2 separate regions of the Zea mays genome follow, and region 1 is linked to region 2. A link is a contact called in public Hi-C data. All regions are on one chromosome and are shown on one strand. The core of a region is the stretch at or near the end of the contact, and the rest is flanking DNA. Distances in the headings are between cores, read along the strand shown.

The links. Hi-C and Micro-C count contacts between places; a contact is called where the count stands out from the background.
Region 1: a contact with region 2 is called in a Hi-C map of endosperm, with 2.9 times the contacts expected there. The contact joins the promoter of LOC100278008 here to the promoter of LOC100275489 in region 2. A contact is called at or near these places in 4 of 25 Hi-C or Micro-C datasets (bundle sheath, ear, endosperm and 1 more) and 1 of 3 datasets of contacts at active chromatin or transcription factors (leaf).

What each region holds. Positions count from the first base shown.
Region 1 is chr9:10,302,288-10,308,230 of Zm-B73-REFERENCE-NAM-5.0, reverse strand. It overlaps LOC100278008, which reads left to right and starts at 2,203. Exons shown (of 3, transcript NM_001151010.2): 1 at 2,203-2,333; 2 at 2,461-2,625; 3 at 2,751-3,188. The coding sequence starts at 2,307. The coding sequence ends at 2,996. It overlaps LOC103637903 (putative transcription elongation factor SPT5 homolog 1), which reads right to left. Exons shown (of 22, transcript XM_008660913.3): 12 at 5,840-5,943; 13 at 5,669-5,768; 14 at 5,337-5,504; 15 at 5,217-5,265; 16 at 5,052-5,143; 17 at 4,584-4,653; 18 at 4,349-4,403; 19 at 4,133-4,241; 20 at 3,874-4,017; 21 at 3,689-3,786; 22 at 3,276-3,613. The coding sequence ends at 3,371.
Region 2 is chr9:10,676,237-10,682,287 of Zm-B73-REFERENCE-NAM-5.0, reverse strand. LOC100275489 reads left to right here and starts at 3,230. Exons shown (of 3, transcript NM_001149551.2): 1 at 3,230-3,545; 2 at 3,648-3,733; 3 at 4,421-5,313. The coding sequence starts at 3,333. The coding sequence ends at 4,877.

The sequences.
Region 1 (5,943 bases), core at 954-3,453, 370 kb after region 2:
TGGTGGTCCTCCCGGGATCGGAAAGCCTCGCAGCATCTCATCCGCGTCCGCGTCAATCCGATGAGAAATGCGGGACTATGGGCTGCACCTCTAGGCACGAACGAGAGAGAGCTCATGAACACTAGAGGCCCGAAGTCCATTCTCGGCCCATGGAACTTTCTAGTATTATTGTTTCATGCGCCGGCTTCCAATCCGCGGAAGGAATGGCCGAATGTGTATGGGAGCTACTGGCGAACCGCAAATATCATGTCCAGGAATATCAAGAATGTGAAGCCCAAACCTAGAGGCTATTTGGATCTTTAGGTTTAACCTTTAGTTGAGTCGTATCAAATTTTAGATACCGATAATAATGACTAAACATAACCTAGTTATAAAACTAACCGTATAAATCATGGCTAATTCGTGAGACAAATATATTAAGTTTAATTAATCCACGATTTACTCACGAATTAAACATGTGCTAATTATGGATTAACTAGTCTGTTACCCGTGTGTTGCGACTGCTCACAACAATACCTACGTAAATTATCCACCAAAAAGATCTCAAAATTTTTTATTGATTATGTTCGCTCTTCGCTTAATAATTTTTATGAACGCAAGGGTACCATAGACAGCAAATCAGAGACCCCTATCCCTCGCCTCCCCACTTCCAAGGTTTCGTAGAGCAGGAGGGGAAGCGAAGAGGCGCACATACTCGTTGCCGAAGAAGGACACAACTAAGACATGGGCATCTGGAGACGGCATAGGTAGTATACTGCTAGACATATAGGGAGAGAGCACGCAAGTGGAGAAATAAGCCCAGCCGGAGCAGCTCTAAACCGAGAGGCACCCGCACCAGGCGTCAATCCGACAAGGGCGAGAGAATACGAGTGTCTTCCCAGTCCTAGACCCGCCGAAGCGACACAACACCACCACCAACTCCGTAGCATATGCTGACTGTTGTCACGCTACGGGCCTTGGTTGTCCAATATCTCAGACCTGTACTCCTCATCGCCAAGATAACCTAAGCGTGGCAGGCGCCACCATGTCCTCCTCGACGGCACGCACGGAGAAAGGCCAGAAGCATGACTGACTCGCCCCATACCCGCGTCGGCGAGCGGCTGCGACCGTGGGCGGGGCAGCAGGTTGGGGAGGAAGAACCGGGCGAAGGCCGGGAAGACGAACGGGACGTCCGACGATGGCGAAAACGATGGTGCGCACATGATGTGAAACATCCTTGTGGTCGTGCAATAGCCATTGCGTGAGTCGATGTCGGGGCTGGTGTCGGACGAATACGGGGAGGAGGCGCATGCTCCTACGCCCTTTGCCGAGAATGAGGTGGCCCAACGCGATTATTTTTTTATTTTACAAAAAAAATATATATACATTATGTACAATTTATATTCAATATTATAAACATCTGAGCATGATGTTCTACTGGTTAGACAGCTTCGCCCAGTGTCCCACACCATTCTTCTATCAGGGTGTGGGTTTAAACCCCACCCACCTTTTGTACCGTTTTTTAACATTTTACGCTGAGTTGATTTAGAAGAAATGTATAGACTTTTTTTTGTAAAAAGTTGACACAGGACGACCGTTGAAACTGATGCTTTAAGTATAGTACAGATTAGTCTTAATAAGTTTGTCTCGTGACATAAACAATTAGTTTTATAATTAGCTAACGTTTAAACTTTTAAATTTCTATCAAAACATCTGATATCCCAAACTAGACTTTAGTCCAGTAATACAAACACACACGCAGACTTATTAAATTTGTGTTTGGTTCGGCTTTCTAAACTAGATTTGCTGCCAAAAATCTAAAATATCAACTAAACTGGTACAACAACGGAATAGATTAAAAATCTATAGATTTATCTAATTCAATTCGGAATCATCTCCTACCTCATATTCTCCAGATTTCTAGAGTTATTATGGTCCGTTCATATCTAGAACCAGATTTTTAGAAATCTATAGCTATGTCTTGCATATGAATTTTTAGATGGTTCCGTGATTCCGTCCTTCACCTTTTCACTGATCCCCTCACCTGGCCGGCTGGCCCCCAAATCGGATCCACCTCGACAAACCCGCGAGCGGGCTTCTCCTTCTGGCACGGCCCAAAAAGTAACCGTTGCGTTTTCCCAAAATCCCCACATCTGCTCCCAGATGTCCCCCATTTGGCCATTTCCCATCCCATAATATACGCGGCCGTTGCGCTCTCCCCCATTTCAAACTCGAACCCCCTCTCCCCGCCTCGAGCATCGACCGGAGGGGGAAGGCAAGGCGCCGATACGTTCTCGGAATCCGAGGCGAAGCGGGGTGGGGATCGGATGGTGGAGGCTAGCGCGAGCTTCATGGTACCCGGAATCGAACCCTCGGCCTCGCCTCTTTCCGGCCGTCTGTCCCCGCGTGCGCGATCGATAGGGTCGCCGTTGCCCTCCCTGGTATTTGCTGACCATGGGTGATCTTTGTTTGCGAGCGCAGGATAAGGTCGAGGCGGCTGCAGGCGACGCCGTCGTCTACGGGGGCAGCGTCGGCGTCGCGGACGCAAGGATGGAAGATGAGATGGCGCCCGTGGAACCCCTGCCGGAGCCTCCCGACGAAGGCGGGCCCGTTGCGTGGCCCATGCCGGAGTTCTGCCCTCTTACGGTGAGCGATTCAATTCCAATCCCCCATTCCCCCCTCGATTCGATTCGACTCCCACGCCGCGCGGTCTGCTTCCGCCATCGGCCGCAACTGAAGACGAAACGTCGTTTTGCTTGTCTGATCATCAGGTCGATGGGGCGCTGAAGGAGTCGTTCCTGGAGACTCTGTGGAAGGACGCTGCGCCGGAGATGGAGCGGCCTGCGCGAGAGGCGGACGAAGCGCTCAGCCCGGAATCGCGGCCGTCGAGCAGCAAGCGCCACCGCTCCGGCACCGCCTCGCCGTCGTCCAGGAGCAGCCCCTACCGCAACATCCTGCAGGTGTTCCAGCAGTGCAGGCAGGACGTCGTCGGGGAGACTCTCACCAAGAATTACTGAAGCCCACGAGCGATATCACGGCTTTTCGCCGCTTGCTTGCTCGAGAATATAACGCTTGCCATTTTGACTATTCTTATTTATGTGACTGAAAAGGGATAGGGAGTTTTTTGTTCTTGTGTAAAGATCGGATATAAAAGTTACAGGACCTTAGTAAAGAACGCCATAGAAATGCAGTTCGATATTTCCTTTTTCATATGTTACAACTTATAGTTCGATTTGTGACATGCGTTTCAACGAAAAGTCCCTCAAGCAGAACAAAGAGCTGCAGAAAATCGAAAATGATGGTGCAAATAAGCAAAGCTTTATTGCAAACGAGGGCATTGTTACAGAATACGTTCTATGACGGACACGTTACAACATATACATCTAAGATCTTAAGTGGCCAGTTTGGCCAAAATCACCATATCTAAGATCTTAACTTCGTATGTTTCGTCAAGCCTCACTATTCCGTCAGAACCATCTATACCTATGAGCTTTCCTGTGTACCCACGGAAATTGCCGTTCAATATCTTGATCCTGTCGCTCTTCTTCGGCCTGATGACCTCGACCTCGTTCGCAAGGACCGTCACCACGTCACCGTTGCCCGACGACCCAAGTGCAACCCGGCAAGATCCATCCTGTAAGTTGAAGTGCACATGAGCAATGGCGCTGGATGAAACTCAACACAATTTTCTAGTCCACCACACACGTACCCCGAGTACTTCCCTAACCACGCCAGGGCCGTCATCACCTCCCCTCAACACATTGACCAAAACATCCGGCAACAGCCATGCAACTTCACCATCACCACCTGCAGGCATTGCGCCACATGGTTAGATATCTATAAAAGCACAGCAGCACATTAAAATCTGAGAACATAGTGATCACAACAGCACACCTATTATTGGGGACAGCATATCCATCCCAGCATTGCCTGGGGTCATTGGTTGACCACCAGGTGTGCCTGGAAGGTACGAGGCTGAGTTTGGCGTCATTGGTTGACCAACAGGTGTGGAAGGCACGTATGGACTTGGGGCATTTGCTAAGAGATCAGAATGTGGAAAAAATAGCATCATTCGCGTAAGTATCCACACAATACAGAATAAACGCATAGTTACAATAGTACACTGAATAAATAATCAAATAGATTTCTATACCATAGTTATCCCTGGGAGTAGGAGCGTCATTGAAACTAACTCCTGGAGTATTTGCCCACCCCGATCCAGGTGTGGGGGCTTCATATGGCCGAGCTTGTGGGGTTCCTGGCTGAAAAGTTTGGATAATCGCAAGAATACACGTAGGAGTTACACATCTGGACAAAACAAGTTACTAAAAAGTAAATAAGGAATAGGACAGGAGCAGCAGAACCTAACCTGGTAAGCTGGACTGCTACCCCAAGTAGCAGGATTTCCATCTTCCCAATTGTCCCTGGTAAATGACCAACACAATAACAAACCATATATCAATGTCTACCTTTCGAGTCCAAATACAAAAGTAAACAGCAAGCTGCTGTTTGGAACAAAGAAATCATCTTTTTGTCCCAAGCAGACCCAACCCTAGTTCCAGGATACATCGATAAAAAAAATCATTGTGGAAAAAAATTACAACCTTGGAGGACTCATAGGAGCCCAGGCTCGACTTCGCATGGGAGTCCGCATTCCATCATGTATTGGTGTTGCTGTAGCAAACGCAAAATGAATGACATACTGAATGCATGGAACAGATGATGCCAATATAGATTCTCATTGAAAGCTTATTATGGTACGTATGCTTGATTTGAGGTCACAGCTTAGGTTCTCTTGTTCATTGCAACAAATAAGGGACAAACACACAGGCCAGTGCCCAGACGAAAGGACCCAAAAAAGCATTATCTTTCCTTTTTATAAAATCCGTAGAAAAAGGATATTTAAGAACAATTAGATATAAGAAAACAAATGTATCAACCATGGGAAGCAACTTGTAATGTGGGGAGACTCAAAACACAACTAAAAACCAGTGGCAGCTCATGGGTGAAAAGATGTATCCTTTGACCTAGAGGAACATATATGGAAATACGAGGACAAAAGGCAAACAAACCTCCAGGGTCCCGCATTGGAGTCTGATAAGCATGATGCGGTGTTCGAGACGGGTGCATTGGTGTTTCACCACCCAATGAATAACGAGGTTCACTGATGACATGATAATATTCAATTAGCAAAATACATAAGAAAAGATTGCTTAAATAAGTGGACAAGATATTACCGGAATGGCGTCGCGACTGTAGGTGTGTCAGCGATATCATCTCTTTTAACTGTGTATTAGTCATATTAGCCTCCAACATATGATAAGTCACAGGGCATAGATAACAATAAGAGGATTCACCTGTGACAATCTTCATCAATGAATCAAGCTCTACACGTACGAGTGCACCAGTCACCTCTTTAACACGGCCACGGTATCCCTTATAAGGGCCAGATTTAATTTTGATACATTTACCCACCAAGGCATCATATCCTCTACCACCACGGCCGCCTCCAAACCTTCCACCATCTGCATTAGATGGCAAGGCTATATTAATATATAATCTACAGCTGCTACAAAGTAACTACCTTTGCTTCAAGAAATGTAGAATATTTGAATAGTCCTCTGTAACATATCCAGGCAAAAATAAGCCTACGAACTTGGAAAGCGGAAGTATCAAAATAAGATCATACAATTCATATTAGGTCCTCTTGGGGGCAGCCTTCCTGGAGATTGCAGAATGCTTGCTGAAGATCGCAAAGCATCAAGCCGTGCATCAGCTGTGTCCATACCCTGAATCAGTAAAGCGAAAAATGAGACAGATTCTCAAGTGTAACTAAGGATCAAAAGGATTCAGTACAAACATTTCCTCGACGGCCACCAGTTGATCCACCAACAAGAAGGCAAGATTGCGCTTTTGCACAAATAAAACCTGCATGTTCAAGGTGATGCCTGTCATAGATAAACA
Region 2 (6,051 bases), core at 1,981-4,480:
ACCACCCGGTCGCCATCCACCGCGACCCCGGGCACGTCCATCCGATGGTGACTCGGCGCGCTGCTGGCGTTCTCCGCCCCGTCGACCGGCTAATACTGGCAGCTACTACGACTAGCACTCCACCCGACGCTTCCCCGGTACCCTCCTCCGTTCGCACTGCCCTCGCCGACCCACATTGGCGTCGTGCTATGGAGGAGGAGTACGCGGCCCTCTTGGCCAACCACACCTGGGACCTGGTGCCGCGTCCACCAGGCACCAACGTGGTCACCGGCAAGTGGCTATTTCGCCACAAGCTGACCTCGGACGGCTCCCTCGACCGCTACAAGGCCCGTTGGGTCCTTCGGGGCTTCACCCAGCGCCCCGGAGTGGACTACGACGAGACCTTCAGCCCTGTCGTCAAGTTCGCCACTGTTCGCGCCGTCCTCTCCCTCGCCCTCTCCCGCGACTGGGCGATCCATCAGCTCGATGTCAAGAATGCCTTCCTCCATGGCACTCTGACGGAGACTGTCTACTGCAGCCAGCCCACCGGCTTCGTCGACGCTGACCGTCCGGATCTGGTTTGCCGGCTGAACAGGTCCCTGTACGGCCTCAAGCAGGCGCCACGGGCTTGGTACAGTCGCTTTGCCTCCTACCTAGCCTCCATCGGCTTCGTCGAGGCCAAGTCGGACACGTCCCTGTTCATCTACCGGCGCGGCGACGACACCGTCTATCTCCTGCTCTACGTCGACGACATTGTGCTCACGGCATCCACCGCCGACCTTCTACACCGCACGATCGTCGCCCTCCAGCGGGAGTTCGCGATGAAGGACCTGGGGCCCCTCCACCACTTCCTCGGCATCACCGCCGAACGTCGGCCTCAGGGTCTCTTCCTCCACCAGCGCCAGTACGCCATCGACATCCTGGAGCGGGCTGGCATGTCTGACTGCAAGCCCTGCTCCACGCCTGTCGACACTCAGGCGAAGCTCTCTGAGGACGACGGGCCTCCGGTCGCCGACGCGACGTCATACCGGAGCCTCACCGGCGCGCTCCAGTACCTCACGTTCTCCAGGCCCGACATCGCTTACGCTGTCCAGCAGGTGTGCCTGCATATGCACACTCCGCGGGAGCCCCATCTCACTGCGCTCAAGCGGATTCTACGCTACCTCCGCGGCTCCCTCGACTACGGCCTCCTACTCCGCCCATCCCCGACGTCGGAGCTCGTGGTCTACACCGACGCTGACTGGGCTGGCTGTCCTGACACGCGCCGGTCCACCTCCGGCTACGCCGTGTTCCTGGGCGCCAACCTCGTCTCTTGGGCCGCCAAGCGGCAGCCCGTCGTCTCTCGCTCCAGCGCTGAGGCCGAGTACCGTGCCGTGGCAAACGGTGTGGCCGAGGCCTCCTGGCTGCGCCAGCTCCTCCACGAGCTTCACAGTCCTCTTCAGCGCGCCACACTCGTCTACTGCGACAACGTCAGTGCGGTCTACCTCTCCACCAACCCCGTGCAGCATCAGCGCACGAAGCACGTCGAGATCGACCTTCACTTCGTCCGCGAGCGTGTCGCTGCCGGTGACGTTCGTGTTCTCAGCGTCCCCACCACGCTGCAGTTCGCCGACATCTTCACCAAGGGCCTACCGTCGAGTGTATTTCTAGACTTTCGATCCAGTCTCAACATCTGTACAGGATAGAGTTGTGACTGCGGGGGGGTGTTAGACTACCCGTCTAGGAGTCTAGGGTTTGAGTTGTAATTACCGTCTCACCCCTCTCTGTAATGGGCCTGGCCCAGTTACTACTCTATTAATACTACTCCCCATCCCTGGTTAGGGTATGGGTTCAGTTTCCAACACATAAAAAAAAGGACGGTGATGACCATAAGTGCTGAACATAACAAAATAAAGAAGAAGAAAAAACAAAAAATATGTGCTTAAAGCAAAGGTATAAAACTAAGATATTTCGTTTTTTTTGCCGATCAAAAATGCGATTGAGTGCAGATTTATGATAAGTATTTCCTACTATAAAAGAGAAGAAGGGTTTAGCCTACTATAGAGAGAAGAATTTAAAAGTTTAAAAATGGTTACTTAAATGCCGCTAGATGCACTGATTCTAGCAAGCTGTTCGATCGTGCCGGCGATTTGAGAGCTGTGTCTAAGTGTCTTACCGAATGGCTCGAAGCTGTTCTTCATCCTAATATGCTTCGATGATCTGCGAGCTGTTCGTGCTGAATGCTTTCTGACTCTGTAGCATGTCAATGGGCCCAAGGAGCAGTGTGCCTCAGGCCTCAGCCCACGAAGGGCCTCTTCTGCGCAGCTCCTTAATTTGGCCCATATCGTCCGCTCCTCCTCCCTCGTGCCGTGCGGCATTGGCAAATGGCAGGTATTCACGCTGTACTTGGGAGTCTGGGACGGAGAGATGCCAGTTCGCAACGCAAGCACCAGAGCGGCAATCTTGCCGTGTTCCGTGCCCTCCTTCGGCTCGATCCGTTAGCCCAGCCATGCAAACTGTGCAAATCTGGACGGATCCAGATCCAGCCGCGCCATGGGTCGAGCGAGCCTGCTAGCACCGGGACGGAAATGCCCCCCACGACGCGGCGGCGTCTATATATGGGGCGCCAACTGACCGTCCAGTGCCCGCCCGGCGAGTCGAAATGATCCGTCGTCGTCACTGCCACTGGGCTTCTTCCTTTCCTCCCTGCTGCCCAAAAGCTGGACGCGTCGACCACACATGCTCCCCCCTGACAGCGCCCCAACCTTCGCTTTACTCCCCTGTTCGCCCCCGCCCCCCCAGTACTTCGCCACTGCTCCGTCTGACTAAACCACCGCCCCCGCCCCACCCCTGATCTGACTGTTTCTCCAACTCATGCGGCTTTGTTTGGATAATCTAGTCTAGTATTCAAAACGCTGTGTGATTTCTGTTAAAAAACGGCGAATAAATTTCGCCAAGCTTTAACATGCGCCGCAGCTCCAGGCCGTCCGCCTCCGGTTCCTGCCTGATCCGAGGGCCCGGGCGACGGCGTCCGGTGCTCGCTGTTGCGGGGCGCGCGCATCGCATGTCTTGCCCGCCCGGCTAAGCCAAGGCCAAGCCAGCAGGCAGCAGGCAGTGCCGAAAACTGCACCGTCTAGCACTATTCTAAAACTCATCACTGCATCTGCATCCCCATAAATAAATGCGGAAGCATGAGGGAGGCGGCATAAAAGGCAAGGCGGAACCAAAAGCCCTCGCACTTTAATTTGCACCATCCCCCCCAAATCTCCATCTCCATCTCCACTCCACCCTTACCCGGCTGCCTGCCCCTCCCCTCTCTCCTCTCTCTCTCTCTCTCCCATCCAGGCCTCCTCTCCCCTCTCTGCCTGTCGCCCATGAGGATCAGGCGGCGGCCGCAGCCCGCCGCCTCAGATCTGGCCGCATCCACCGCGCCGCAGATCCCGCCGCCGAATGCCGCGAGGAACCGCGGGTGGCTGCTGGCAGGCGAGGGCGAGGGCGAGGACGAGGATCGCGAGGCCAGGATGCTGCGTGCGAGCGCGGATCTCGCGCACGAATCTGGAGCCAGCAGGCGCATGGCATTGCCGCAGGTATGTCTGTGTGTTTCCAAGGACCGGGTTCATGGAGGAGATGGTGACTAGCTAGATCTAGCTGAGGCCGTTGTTGCTCTCCCGTGGCTGCCGACTCCGCAGGACGACAATGCGGCGGCCGTGCTGGTGGTGGATCGCGGCGGCAGGAGCTTGGGCGCACCGCGTGGCGCTGCTGATGGCCGCATGAGGTACGCGGATTATATATAAGCAGCTGCACACGGAAAGAAGAGAGAATGGTAGCAACTTTGCTAATTCTGACGGCACGATAGGTTCTCCTGCTTTTGATCTCCTTCCTCAGTACCTGCTCAGCTGTACTGTTCCATAGTGTGCGATGCGATGCCATGCCATGCCAGCTTGACCCATGAGGTAGGGAGGGAGGGAGTCCATGGGTCGATCCAGTTTTATTTTAGTGCACCACCTGTCCTCCCCACTGCAGTCAGCCAGTGTCAGACAAAACACCCCTGTAGCTGTAGTGTAGTGTAGTGTAGTGTGGGCACGTCCTCCCATGGCCATGACCATGACCATGATCCATCCGGCGCATGACATGATTCCTGCTCTGCTCCCCTAGCCCATGCCCATGCCCCCATGCCGACGGCCGGCCGACCCCTCTTGGCTTTGGTCGCTGCTCGACACTTTGGGGGTGCTGCCTACTTGTTGTCGATCACAGCGAAGCCTATTAGCAGCGCCTAGCGGTCTTGGTTGCACTTGCATTGCACCCACGCGTGATCTCGCCCGCGCGGCACACGTTACCACCACCACCACCAGAACTGAACTATTCATTCATATCAATAACATTACTTACCTACGTCTTGTCTACGTGGCTCGCATTGGAATCACCACTCCCGTACGGGCGGACATGTGTTTGCGCTCTGCAGAATCAGTGCGGTGAACGGCTACGATCCGGCGGCGGCGGCGGTGAAGGCGGAGGCGGAGGCACGACGGGAGACGAGCAACGGCTCCGTGCATCCCGCCGCGCCGGCGCCGGCGCCGCCCGTGGCCGTGGCGGCGGCCTCCAAGGACGAGGGGAGGAAGCAGCAGCAGGCCGCCGGCAAGAAGCGGCGCGGCCCCGCGGTGCTGCTGGAGGGGTCGCGGTGCAGCCGCGTGAACGGGCGCGGGTGGCGGTGCAGCCAGCCGACGCTGGTCGGCTACTCGCTCTGCGAGCACCACCTCGGCAAGGGCCGCACGCGGACCGCGGCGGGTGCCGCCTTGGCCCGTGGCGCCGCCGCCGGCGGCGTGGGCCGGCTCGGGCGCACCGAGCACGGGGCCGCCGCCGCCATCGCCACGGCGCCGCCGCTGCCCAAGGCCGAGGGCCCCAGCCTGCCGGGCTGCTAGCAGGCTAGCTAGGCGGGTCGGGACTGCGGAACTCTTTCGTATCGTCCGATCGGTGTGGGTGGCGGTGGTGGTCGTCGCTCGTCGGGCGATGTGAACCCTCGCCCGCCGCGTTTCGTGGGAGTTTGGATGTCGGCGGTGGCATGGCATGGACGCACAGTGAAGCGACCCGGCGTTCGTGGCGTGGTGGGTCTCTCGCTCTCTGTCTCTGCTGCCGACCGACGCCGTGCCAGAATTATTGCGGCTATATATATATACAATACACATATGCGAGTTAGTTCCGCGCAACTTGTATCATTCATCGGTGCAACTTGGGGGGTGTAAAAAATTGCTGGAGGCGGCGAGCATGAAAAAATGTAGAGAAACGGAGAACTGCAAGCTGGGATTCATGCAATCAATCAATCAATAACGCTACGGGCGGGCACACCTTTTCGAATTCCCCCCACATGTTCCCTCTTTTGTTTTTTTGTTTCCTCATCAAAACTACTGTATTTTGCTAACCCGGTACAGTGGCAGCAGCAGTACTGTAGTGTTGGTTGTCGGTCCTGGCTTTTTGTGTTATGCCATTCTGCGATCTCAGCCGTCCAATCCCGCACACCAGTTTTCCACGCAGAAAAAAAAATTAAACCATTAATGCCTAGAAATCGAACCTCGGATCTATTGAGTAGAATGCCTAGCCTTCCATCCTCTAGCCAACATAACTCATGTTGAATTGTGTACAACTTTAACTAAAACGTCTTTTGTGTTTAACCCACCGTCCACTCTGTATGCTCACTGAGTCTAGAAAAACATTTATAGCTTGGCCCCTGATCTTTCTGGAATTTGGGACGCAGTCCAGGAAATAAAGAAAATAGGGAAAATGAGTTTAGAAATTGATTTTTAGTTTAAAAATAAAGAAAATAGGGAAACATTTATAGCTTGGCCCCTGATCTTTCATACTTTTATAATTAGATATTTATTTATCCTATGTTAATTGGGTTAATCTATGTCTATTGGATTAATTTATTTAATATATTAATATAGTATTCTAACTTTGTGGTTATACGATGTTTGACCATTAGTCTTGCAAATATACACTTACCTTTTTGTTTAAGCAAAAGCGTATGGTGGTACGTGTCCAATGACTAACGATGTACGAGAGAATTTCTTCCGGTATGTGTGAAACGTGCTCTCCAAT